Linked DNA regions of Mus musculus: all the other regions are linked to region 2. The links are chromatin contacts, called in public Hi-C maps. All regions are on one chromosome and are shown on one strand. The core of a region is the stretch at or near the end of the contact, and the rest is flanking DNA. Distances in the headings are between cores, read along the strand shown. Region 1 overlaps Junos (a long non-coding RNA gene). Region 2 overlaps Fggy (FGGY carbohydrate kinase domain containing). Region 3 overlaps Gm12694 (a long non-coding RNA gene).

The links. Hi-C and Micro-C count contacts between places; a contact is called where the count stands out from the background.
Region 1: a contact with region 2 is called in a Hi-C map of bone marrow-derived macrophages, with 10 read pairs. The contact joins two enhancer-like sites. A contact is called at or near these places in 1 of 484 Hi-C or Micro-C datasets (bone marrow-derived macrophages) and 4 of 115 datasets of contacts at active chromatin or transcription factors (acute myeloid leukemia, bone marrow-derived macrophages, embryonic basal ganglia and 1 more).
Region 3: a Hi-C map of bone marrow-derived macrophages shows a contact between it and region 2, with 13 read pairs. The contact joins two enhancer-like sites. A contact is called at or near these places in 1 of 15 datasets of contacts at CTCF or cohesin (the NIH/3T3 cell line), 1 of 484 Hi-C or Micro-C datasets (bone marrow-derived macrophages) and 4 of 115 datasets of contacts at active chromatin or transcription factors (the NIH/3T3 cell line, bone marrow-derived dendritic cells, embryonic basal ganglia and 1 more).

Annotation. Positions count from the first base shown.
Region 1 is chr4:95,081,085-95,084,292 of GRCm38.p6, forward strand. The region is part of intron 1 of Junos (a long non-coding RNA gene); the gene reads left to right. Among named protein-coding and RNA genes, the nearest start is that of Junos, 30 kb to the left of the region's middle. Within about 2 kb of position 1,512, at least 142 of the 459 cell types and tissues checked have an H3K27ac peak or open chromatin away from gene starts, as enhancers often do. A contact at or near this core is called in bone marrow-derived macrophages, where this site is marked.
Region 2 is chr4:95,828,877-95,831,835 of GRCm38.p6, forward strand. All of the region lies in intron 11 of Fggy (FGGY carbohydrate kinase domain containing), which reads left to right. Among named protein-coding and RNA genes, the nearest start is that of Hook1, 140 kb to the right of the region's middle. Within about 2 kb of position 1,660, at least 3 of the 459 cell types and tissues checked have an H3K27ac peak or open chromatin away from gene starts, as enhancers often do. A contact at or near this core is called in bone marrow-derived macrophages, where this site is marked.
Region 3 is chr4:95,000,062-95,003,199 of GRCm38.p6, forward strand. The region is part of intron 2 of Gm12694 (a long non-coding RNA gene); the gene reads left to right. Among named protein-coding and RNA genes, the nearest start is that of Gm12694, 23 kb to the left of the region's middle. Within about 2 kb of position 1,525, at least 67 of the 459 cell types and tissues checked have an H3K27ac peak or open chromatin away from gene starts, as enhancers often do. A contact at or near this core is called in bone marrow-derived macrophages, where this site is marked.

The DNA of each region.
Region 1 (3,208 bases), core at 262-2,761, 750 kb before region 2:
GCCCTGCTTAAGTATGTATGCTAAAAGAATAAGTGAATTCTTACCCATTATCCTATACTAGAGAGGATGCTGGTGTTCCTCTTGAAGCCCGAGTTCTAGCCCCGTTTCTTGTGTCCCCCTCATCCTCTCTGAATTCTGCTTCTTTGTCTGTGAAGCAGAGGCTCACACCTGTCCAACCTTCCTCCTTGGGTTGTGTTCCAGCTACTGGGACACTGTACACTTGCACCAGTTTGTTATGTGAGCCACATGAGTGCAGGCGACAAAGCCACATGGGACCACAGCTACCTAGTGTGACCCCAGCTAACCACTTCACTAAGGCATCCACTTCTCATCTGGAAGTGGAGGTAAGCCTGCCTCTCCAAACAGGAGCAGGGCGGAGAGCTGTCTTACAGAGTGCTAAGAGAAGGCTATGACAGTTCTCTCTTCTTCCTTGTCTCATGGTCATTAGTCCATTTCTCCTCCCCTAGACCACCACTGGGGTCCCCCTGGGTGCCTACCGGGGTGCTGAGTGCCACACATGCTGTTTCTCAGCAGTACTTCCACTCCTCCCCATGGCCTGTAGGCTCATATGTCTGCATTCTCACTAGAAATGCCCTAGCACAAGAAAGCACTCAGGGCCACAGAAGCCCAGGCCTGTGTGAGCAATCTCACATCTCCAGTCAGCTTTTGCAGGGTTCCCAGAACGGCATGTCCACCCAGAACCTGGGACTGGCGCAGCTACACATCCTTTTCAGGAGAGCACGGCCTCGAGGCTGCAGGAACTCAGGGTGACTCAGCTTCACATGTGACAAACAGCCTGTGAAGTAAAACAGACCAGAGCTCCAGCACGGCTGCCTTCAGATTTCAGGGAAGGAAGGGGCGGCCTGAGAGGTAATGGACAGCGTTGAACTCGCATGTCACCTCAGGCCAAATGTGTGCTCTCCTGCTGAGGCCTTACCACAGACACCTGAGTGTGTGATAGTCTGAGAGGTTAGCCTTTCAGCGTTGCACGAGGGGGGGGGTGTCATAATAAGAAGATCAAGGAATTGAGCAGAAGCATCCGACTTAGATACCCTTGTTCTTTCCTAACAAAATGTCAGGAAAAAAAATGTCTTTTTCCCCCAACCCCACTTTCTGCGGCACTGCAGAGTTCCCTGAGTGTGATTTAAAAACAGACTGACCCACTGAATTGTATTTTTCAAAGTTTGCAGCAAAAGATGCCCCTAGCTCCTTTTACCATTAACACCCAGGGCTGTTCCTCCCTGCTTGTCCTTGGTTTATGATAGACAGGGGGTGTGCAGGGAGTGCTGGGGCATGAGCCTGTGTAGTGGGCAACACCATAACAGGGCGGTAGAATGGCTACTAGCAAAATCATGTCCATGGCTCTGTCCAGCACTGAAGTCATAGTTACAACCTACTGAGCTTTGGGGGTCAGAGGTTGGGAACACCACTCTCAGGGAACACTCAGAGGAGGTATGGCCTGGCAGGAAGCATTGGGCCATGCCAAACAGGAAAGGGGAGGGCGGGCCTGGGAGGGACTGAAACGTCACCAGGATACATGCCAAAGTTGGGTGGGCCTAAATACTAGGGCAGAGCTGCTGGGCACATGACTCTTGAAAATCTCCCAGGGAATAACTTCTAATCCCTGCCTTATTGAAAGGTTTGGGGAAGGCTCCAGCCTGCCGTCTGCTGCTCTGGGCTGTGGGGGGAATCCTATGCTGGCACATAGCCACAAGGACATTTCTCAGGGAAAGCCTTTGGCCCAATAAGTCTGTTTTCTCCTTTCTTTGGAAACTAGGATTTGGAATCTGTTCAGGAAAAATGTAATGTACAAACAAATAGCCTTGGCCATCTGTGCCTCCCCTTGGAGCCAGGTCAAGCCTGGGGAGAGCTTAGCCTCTCTGGGCTTTCCAGCTGTAGGCCATCCCTTTGTAGCCAGTCTCTGCCTGTCCTAAAATAATGTCTCCTCTCCTTCCCCTAGTGCTGCTCATACCCAGGTCTTCTCAAGTGCTTCCCGAGATGGTAGGGATGTCCCCATTGTAGTGATTACTTGCTTCATCAACCCCTCCCCCACTAGTCTCACTTCTCAGGGGATTAGTTGCTTCTCCAAAATATTATTCCACGTTGTTTCAATGTAAAATGTTCTTTCCTTGTTCTGTAGGTAAGAACCCCTGGTTTTATTTTTAAAACTATCGTCAAAATGACTGCCAGTCCTTAAACTCTGGCTGTGAGCTAAGCAGGTGGTGTTTCATGCTACTCACTGCCTAGCAAAGTGTTCAGGACAGAACCTGATGCATAGTACATGCTCAATGAAGGGTGCTTAATGTCCCTATTAATTACTTTAATTCTGATGTAGTGCTCATGGCAGACAGGATTTGTCTTGTGCATTGCATGACAAGTCTGTGGGCCTCATGAGGGCAGGGATTGTGTGTTTACTCTCTAGTGTCTCCAAGCACGTGTTTACCCGGAGGAAATTCCCAGGGTGGCAAGCTGGTCGTTCAAGCTGGTGAGCAGCGCAGTGACTTATGTCTAGGATTCCAAAATCAGCTTGGAGTCACTGTAGTCTAAAGAATAGAGGGTCAGGACAGAGCAAAGATCTTGGCTTGCTTCTACTTCAACTGTCTACTACCTTTATGACCTCAGAAGGATTGATCTTTTTGAATCCTAAATACCTATTTTTCAAAAACAAACAAACAAAACAAACAAACAAACAAACAGACAAACAAACAAACAAAGTTAAAAGTGTCTGCTTGTCTTCTTCGCAGGTTTGTTGTGGGCATCAGTGAGCATGTACAGACTGTTGTGAGCATCCTCTTGGAGTCCATGGCCATTGCCGCTACTGTGATTTAAAGAGCTGTGCCCCTTCTTGGCTCCTGGGTTGGCACTTGTTTTCCAGCTGTTTGGTGGTGCTGTTTGGAAAGGGCATGGAATCTTGAGGAGGCAGAGTCTTGTTGGAGTAGGTAGTCACAGGGGTGAGACGTGAGGGTAGATAGCCTGGCCGCACTTCCTGTCTGCTCTCTGGCCGCACTTCCTGTCTGCTCTCTGGCCGCACTTCCTGTCTGCTCTCTGAATCTTGAGTGTAGATCAGTGTGACTAGCCGCCTCATGTTGCAGCTGTCATGCCTTCCCTGCTGTGGCTGACTGAATTCCTTGTTCTACGGTGACTCAGAAGAAACCATTCCTTCCTTAAGTTGCTGCTGCCACAGCAATTCGAAAAGGAAATCATACAT
Region 2 (2,959 bases), core at 410-2,909:
TAGGGGCTTGGTAATATGCTTGTAGCCATACCTTTCTTCACAATAACTCTTCAAAATAATATTGACGATTTAAACAAATAGAGAAACTGAGGATTGAGCAATGTATGCAGTTTGTCTACTGGAGAAAATAGTACAGTTCAGGTTAGAACCCATTCAGTTCAAATTTGTATCAAATTCTCTCTCTGTCTCTCTCTGTCTCTCTCTCTCCCTCCCCGTCTCTCTCTCCCCCCCCCCTCTCTCTCCCTCTCCCTCTTTCTCTCCCTCCCTCTCTCTCTCCCTTTCCCACCCTCTCTCTCCCTCCCCCCCACATGATTTATTTGTTGACTTTATATGCATGGGTGTTTTGCCTGCATGAGGGTGTGGGTTCTCTGGAACTGGAGTTACAGGCAGTTGTGAGCAGCCATGTGGGCTCTAGGAATTGAATCTATGTCCTTTTGAAGAATAGACAGTGGTCTTAACTGCTGAGCCATCTTTCCAGCCCCCAGAAGTATTCTTTAATGTTAATAAAATGTCAGTAATATAAAACTGATATATTAAGGCTTTGAGTATTTTCTTACATGTTGCGTTCTGTTTTCAATTTGTGTACGATTTCTTTCTATTTTACTGCCATTTTTCAAAATTATATCACAGAATCACTTTCTTAATAACCAGTGGTTCTCAAACTTCCTAATGTTGTGACCCTTTAACACATCTCCTCTTGTTGTAATGACCCCCAACCATAAAATTATTTTGTTGCTACTTCATAACTGTAATTTTGCTGCTATTACAAATTGTAATGTAAATATCTGTAGTTTTGGGTGGTCTTGGATGACCCCTATTAAAAAGTCATCTCATACGGCAGAGGAGTCAGAACCCACATGTTGAGAATCACAGCATATAACTTTCTTTTTCCTGTGTATACTTAACACCAGATAAAGCCAGAGGAAGACTAAGATCGGACCTTTCCTAGTGGGGTGCCTAACAGAGGCTTTCGGGGCTATCTTGTAGAATCTTTTGCAATGGTCCAGGAGAGAACTAAGGCCTGAGGCCCAAAACTGGGGTCCAGGTTGTCATGAGACTAAAGACAGGGATACAACACTACTTGTACAGAACCACTTTGGGAACTGGTAAATGTACATCAGAATGACTTCTGCTGAGCCACCAAAGGAGTAAATTGCCAGTGTGTCACATCAGTTAAGCAGTGGTAGAAGAAGGTCACTGGGAGAGTGTCAGCCCATCATTTCCTTCTAATATGTGTTCACTGCACACAACCTTAGCAGTGTACACGTGTCTATCATCTCACTGTTCAGCACCTAAGATGTCCAAGTTGCCTCAACCCTATGCTTTTCCTGCTCTAATGCTCAAATGGCCAAAAGCTGAGACTCCTATTGGAAGGCTCTTGGAAAAATATGCTTTCCCTCCCATCCAAATTCCAACAGAGTAGGACTAATATCCTGGTTTCCCTGTGGGCAGCCAGGATTCCTGCTCAGCTTTTAAATACCTTCCTGCATTCTTAGGCTCATTACCTTCTGCCTATCTTCCCAAAGCCAGTAGGACCATCTCATATTTTGAGCCCTCCTCCTTTCCATTTCTGTCTCCTGCCCTCTGCCCTCTGCCCTCTGCCCTCTGCCCTCTGCCTTCCTCTTTTTCATCTCTTCATGGGTTCTTCTGCCTTTCTCTTCTGCTTTTCAGTGCCCATGTGATGAATCAGGATAATCACTGCCATTTAAAGTCAGCTGGCTAGTGACAGATTGTTTCTGCCAGTTTCTTTACAGCTGAGTATAGATCAGTGTTTCCACAATCAGAAGACAGAGGTCTTTCTAATTCTTCCTCCCATGCCGTGGTGGTCCATTTGTCTTCGTTCCCTAAGTCTTGGTGGGTTTTAAGCAGAGTAAAGTGTCTGCTTGTCTGGACGCCCACAGTTACTGGTCCTCCCAGGCTTCTACTTGATTCTATTCTCTAGAATTCTATTCTCTTCCCCTCCCCCGAACCCCCCCCCCCATGTCCTCTACAGAATTTTGTTTGATCTCCCTCACCAACTGCCTTCCTTACTGACTGATGAAGCAGTGTTTGGGACCCCCATTGTATTCCTAAAGACGTCCATTTAATTCCCCTGAGTGATACCCCTCATCGAGCTCCAGCGACCTAGAATTTCTCTGCCTTGTCTTTGACAGTTTTTCAGGAACCCTTAGAGAAATGTTTCCTACAGCACTTCTGTAACAAACATAGATAATAATCTTTATTCCTTTAACAACTTGGAAGGAAAGTATAACTAAATTGCTGTTGTTGCTGAATTGCTAGTCCTTATCTGAAACAGACTTGAAATTTTGGAATTTTAGACTATTTGAATGTATCTAATGTGATATTTTGGAGATAGTACCCAAGTTCAAAGTTGAACTTCATCTAGGTTTTATGAATACTTTATATACATAGCCTGAAGGTAATTTCATACAATATTCACAATAATTTTTTTCATCAAACAGGTTTGTGGTGGGAAGCCCATTTTACACAGAGCCAAATGAAATAAAATGTGCACACCATCACAGATCTCCCATGGGCCTTACATTTGACTGTCTCACCTCAGCATTCAAAACAGGCACATGCATATTTATAAGTACTCTTTCCACTTATGCTTCCTTTCAGCTTCCTCTTATCAACGGGATCAGTCAGCTCTCAGCTGAACCATATAGCTCATTTGGCCTGGCCCAGCTTTTGAAGCTAGTATAAATGTACACACAGATACACACACACACACACACACACACACACACACATACACAAGCAAACAGGTGGCATCTCTGGCAATCCTAGGCATTCACCTTTCACAGAAATTCCTTCTAAGTCTTCTTCATCTTCTTGAGTGGTCCACATGGCAGACATTCCATAGATAGTACAGTCTTGGACTGATTTTGCCAGGGCAGAACTGAGAGAATGAAGTAGGCTTAGTGGACAGCTGCCCCTCTGTTGTCTCCACATGAAA
Region 3 (3,138 bases), core at 275-2,774, 830 kb before region 2:
TTGTTTATTGATTTGATGAAGTGCCCTAGCTTAAGCAATTTAACATAAAAGGGACTTCCTTTGGCTTCCTGTTCCACATGATGATGTGCCCATGATGTTGGAGAGGACATGGCAGAAGGCAGAAAAAACATGGTGGCAGGAGTAGGAGGCTGCTGGTCATATTGCACACACACTCAGGAAGCAAAGAAAGACCAGGAAGCAGGGCCATGTCATAAAGCCTCAAGGACTGCCTCCAGGGACTCACTTCTCAAAGGTCCTGTGGCACCAGACTGTGGGGACTCTCCTCATTCAAACCACAGCACCTCACTAGATGGGGGAAGCTGCTTTCAATGAGAGGCTCATGCTGGGAGTGTTCTCACTGTAGAACCAGAGCAGAGCAAGGGACCTGCCACACAGTGGGAGGATGGGATTTCCCAGGACTGTGCTTCTGCGATTCTGATTGAAACTCATAGCATGTCCACTAAATCCTAGGGCTGAGTCTGTCTGTTCACAGCATTTTGTAGAGTCCTTGGCTCACATGCACAGGCTCTAGGGTCCTGTGTGCTCAGCACTGAAAAATGAATAAGAATAACAAAATGGAGATCATGTGACACAAATGAGGCTGAAATATGATAATAAAAGAAAAACCTGAGGAAGGTATTAAAATAAAACAACATGCACTTTAATAATTACAGGCTGGAGCACATCTGTATGGGATGACAGCATTAATGGTTCTCAGACTGTGATGACATTTTAATTAAATCTTAAAAATGCTACTACTAATTAATACTCATAAAAATACAAAAAAAATTTCTGGCAAAAGGCGGCTGTTATGGAAGCTCCCAATGGTCACTTTCTGCAGGTCACTGATAACAAGATGCTGACAACTACAGACCACCTCTGGCCTCAGACCCCGATTTGAGTACATTATCCAGGGTTAGAGCATCCTTGTGGTTTTTTGAAAGAAAATTAAGACTCAGATTCAGACTCAACTTTTTTACTACATGGCTTGTGCCAGACTTCACAGGGCAAACCTAGTAAAAGTGAGGAATAAGGTCTAGTGCCCATAAAGTATTTGTATATTGGCAGAAGCAGAAAAACAATAAGTTAATCATTTTTAAACCTTCATAAAATGTTATCGTGATGTGAAGCTTGAGGCAATACAAGATTGCCTCCCTGAAATTGCCCCAACTTCCAAAATTCCCTGTCATATGATCATATTCTCTTTACCACAACATGATTAATACAAGTTTTCAGGTCTTCCACATCTCATTCTGACTCGTAGCCAGACTTCAAAAGAAGGTCAGAGAATGGGAGAAATGCCCCCCCCCCCTTTCTCCCAAGTTCATGTTTCCATAAAGCCCGTGGCTGCCTCTCTGCTTCTGTAGGAGTACAGACGGGACACGATGGTATGAGAACTTAATTAGAGCATCTGTTCTCCTGTCTGCTGATGAGGAGTTTGTGATCACAAACAACTCAGACAGGGCCATCAGCAGCCTCTGGAGAGGTACCACCCCCATAGCATTTGTGGACCACACACTGGTGTGTGAGTCACCTCTTAGGATGAGTGAAGGTTGACTCAGCTTCAGAGAGCTTCCTATTGAGCCAGCAGTTGCTCTAAGTCTTGGAAAGAGAACAAAACAACTCTGGGAGGAAATGATCATCTCTTCATCAGCTCTGAGGTCGCTAAAGCTGGAAGAGGGCCTTGCTGCTCACTAGCAACAGATTCATGGTTCTCAGGGATCAGAGGCTCAGATCAGCATCTTCTGGAGGGACAACTTCCTCACTTTCCTCAACAGTGCTCTCCAAGGGCATCTGAGACTTACTTCTTCAGGAATGGTTTCTTTTATTCACTTATTGTATGCAAAATAATCCACACATGCTATTTTATCTCAATCTCAAAACAAGCATGATACCTGATCCCAGAACCCTTCTGGATACCCATTACCACAGGCAGTACTGGACCCTGTGTGTGCTATGTTTCTTCCTATACATTATGTTCCTCTGTGTATGTTCCTATAAATTAGGTATACAGAGAGATTAGTGATACTACTAATAAGATAGAACAAATATAAAAATACTATAAATACTCTTAAAACATGACTTTGTAGACTTTTCTACTTAATATTTTGGGGCTGCGATCTAATGTCACTAAATAAAATTAGATTCTTGGGTAAAGGTGACTGCTGTAAGAGATATTCTATCCCAGTTTCTACTTAACTGATTCAAATTTGAGCATAATTAAACAGCTAAAGAACCCATTAGAAATCCGGGAGCCAGTAAGCAGAGAACTGGCTCCAGCCTTCTTGCCCTCAGGTATGGAGACTCAGTGAATGCCTGGTGTCAGGCAGATCTCTCATTCTTCCTTGAGAACATTCCTGTCCATTTACTGCACATGCACATTTGCCTTGGTTCTGTGATATGTGCCCAGAATGTAATGCCAAGGGTAAGAAATACCGTGCCCCAGTCCTTGACCTTCCACTGTCTAATGATGGGTGTTTGATAAATCCTCTCAGCTTTGAAAAGGGTCCTGAGGAATGAAGTATGAAGCACATCTCGCCTCGTCCATGGTACAGCCCAGTGTGTGCTTTTCCCAAAGGCACGGGCACAGAAAGAACACATCCAGAAAGAATCCCAACTCTCTGGGAAGTAGCTTAGGATGGCACAAATAAGATTGGAATGAAAATGTAGAACTCTTAAAATGCCAGAGACCCGTTTCGTGAATTTACTATTATTTCACAAGCAGAATAGGTGAAGGCATTCTGTGTATGGTGTGGAGGAAGGACATATACCTTGTGAAGTGCAGGTGGTGTTCTTCGAGGTACGATTACAGATACTGCTTACTAATCATTGACTGTATCCTAGGCTTACTTTAATCATTTTATGTGCTAGTACACTCTATGGAGGTGTTGGTGCAGTGGGTCACACTGAGGAACCCTGAAAGGACTTTAGGAAAGTTGTCTGAAGAGCGAAGTCTGCTGTTTATCATATCATCATTGCCATTGTCACAATTCTTTATGAGTTCATTGAGAATTTTATCATATATTTTCCTCATGCACCCCGTCTCTTCCATATCTAACATTTGGGAATTTGGAAGAGAAAGGGGGTCTCACTCTATGACTTTGACTGGCCCAGTGCTTAACTATGAAGACCAGGTTG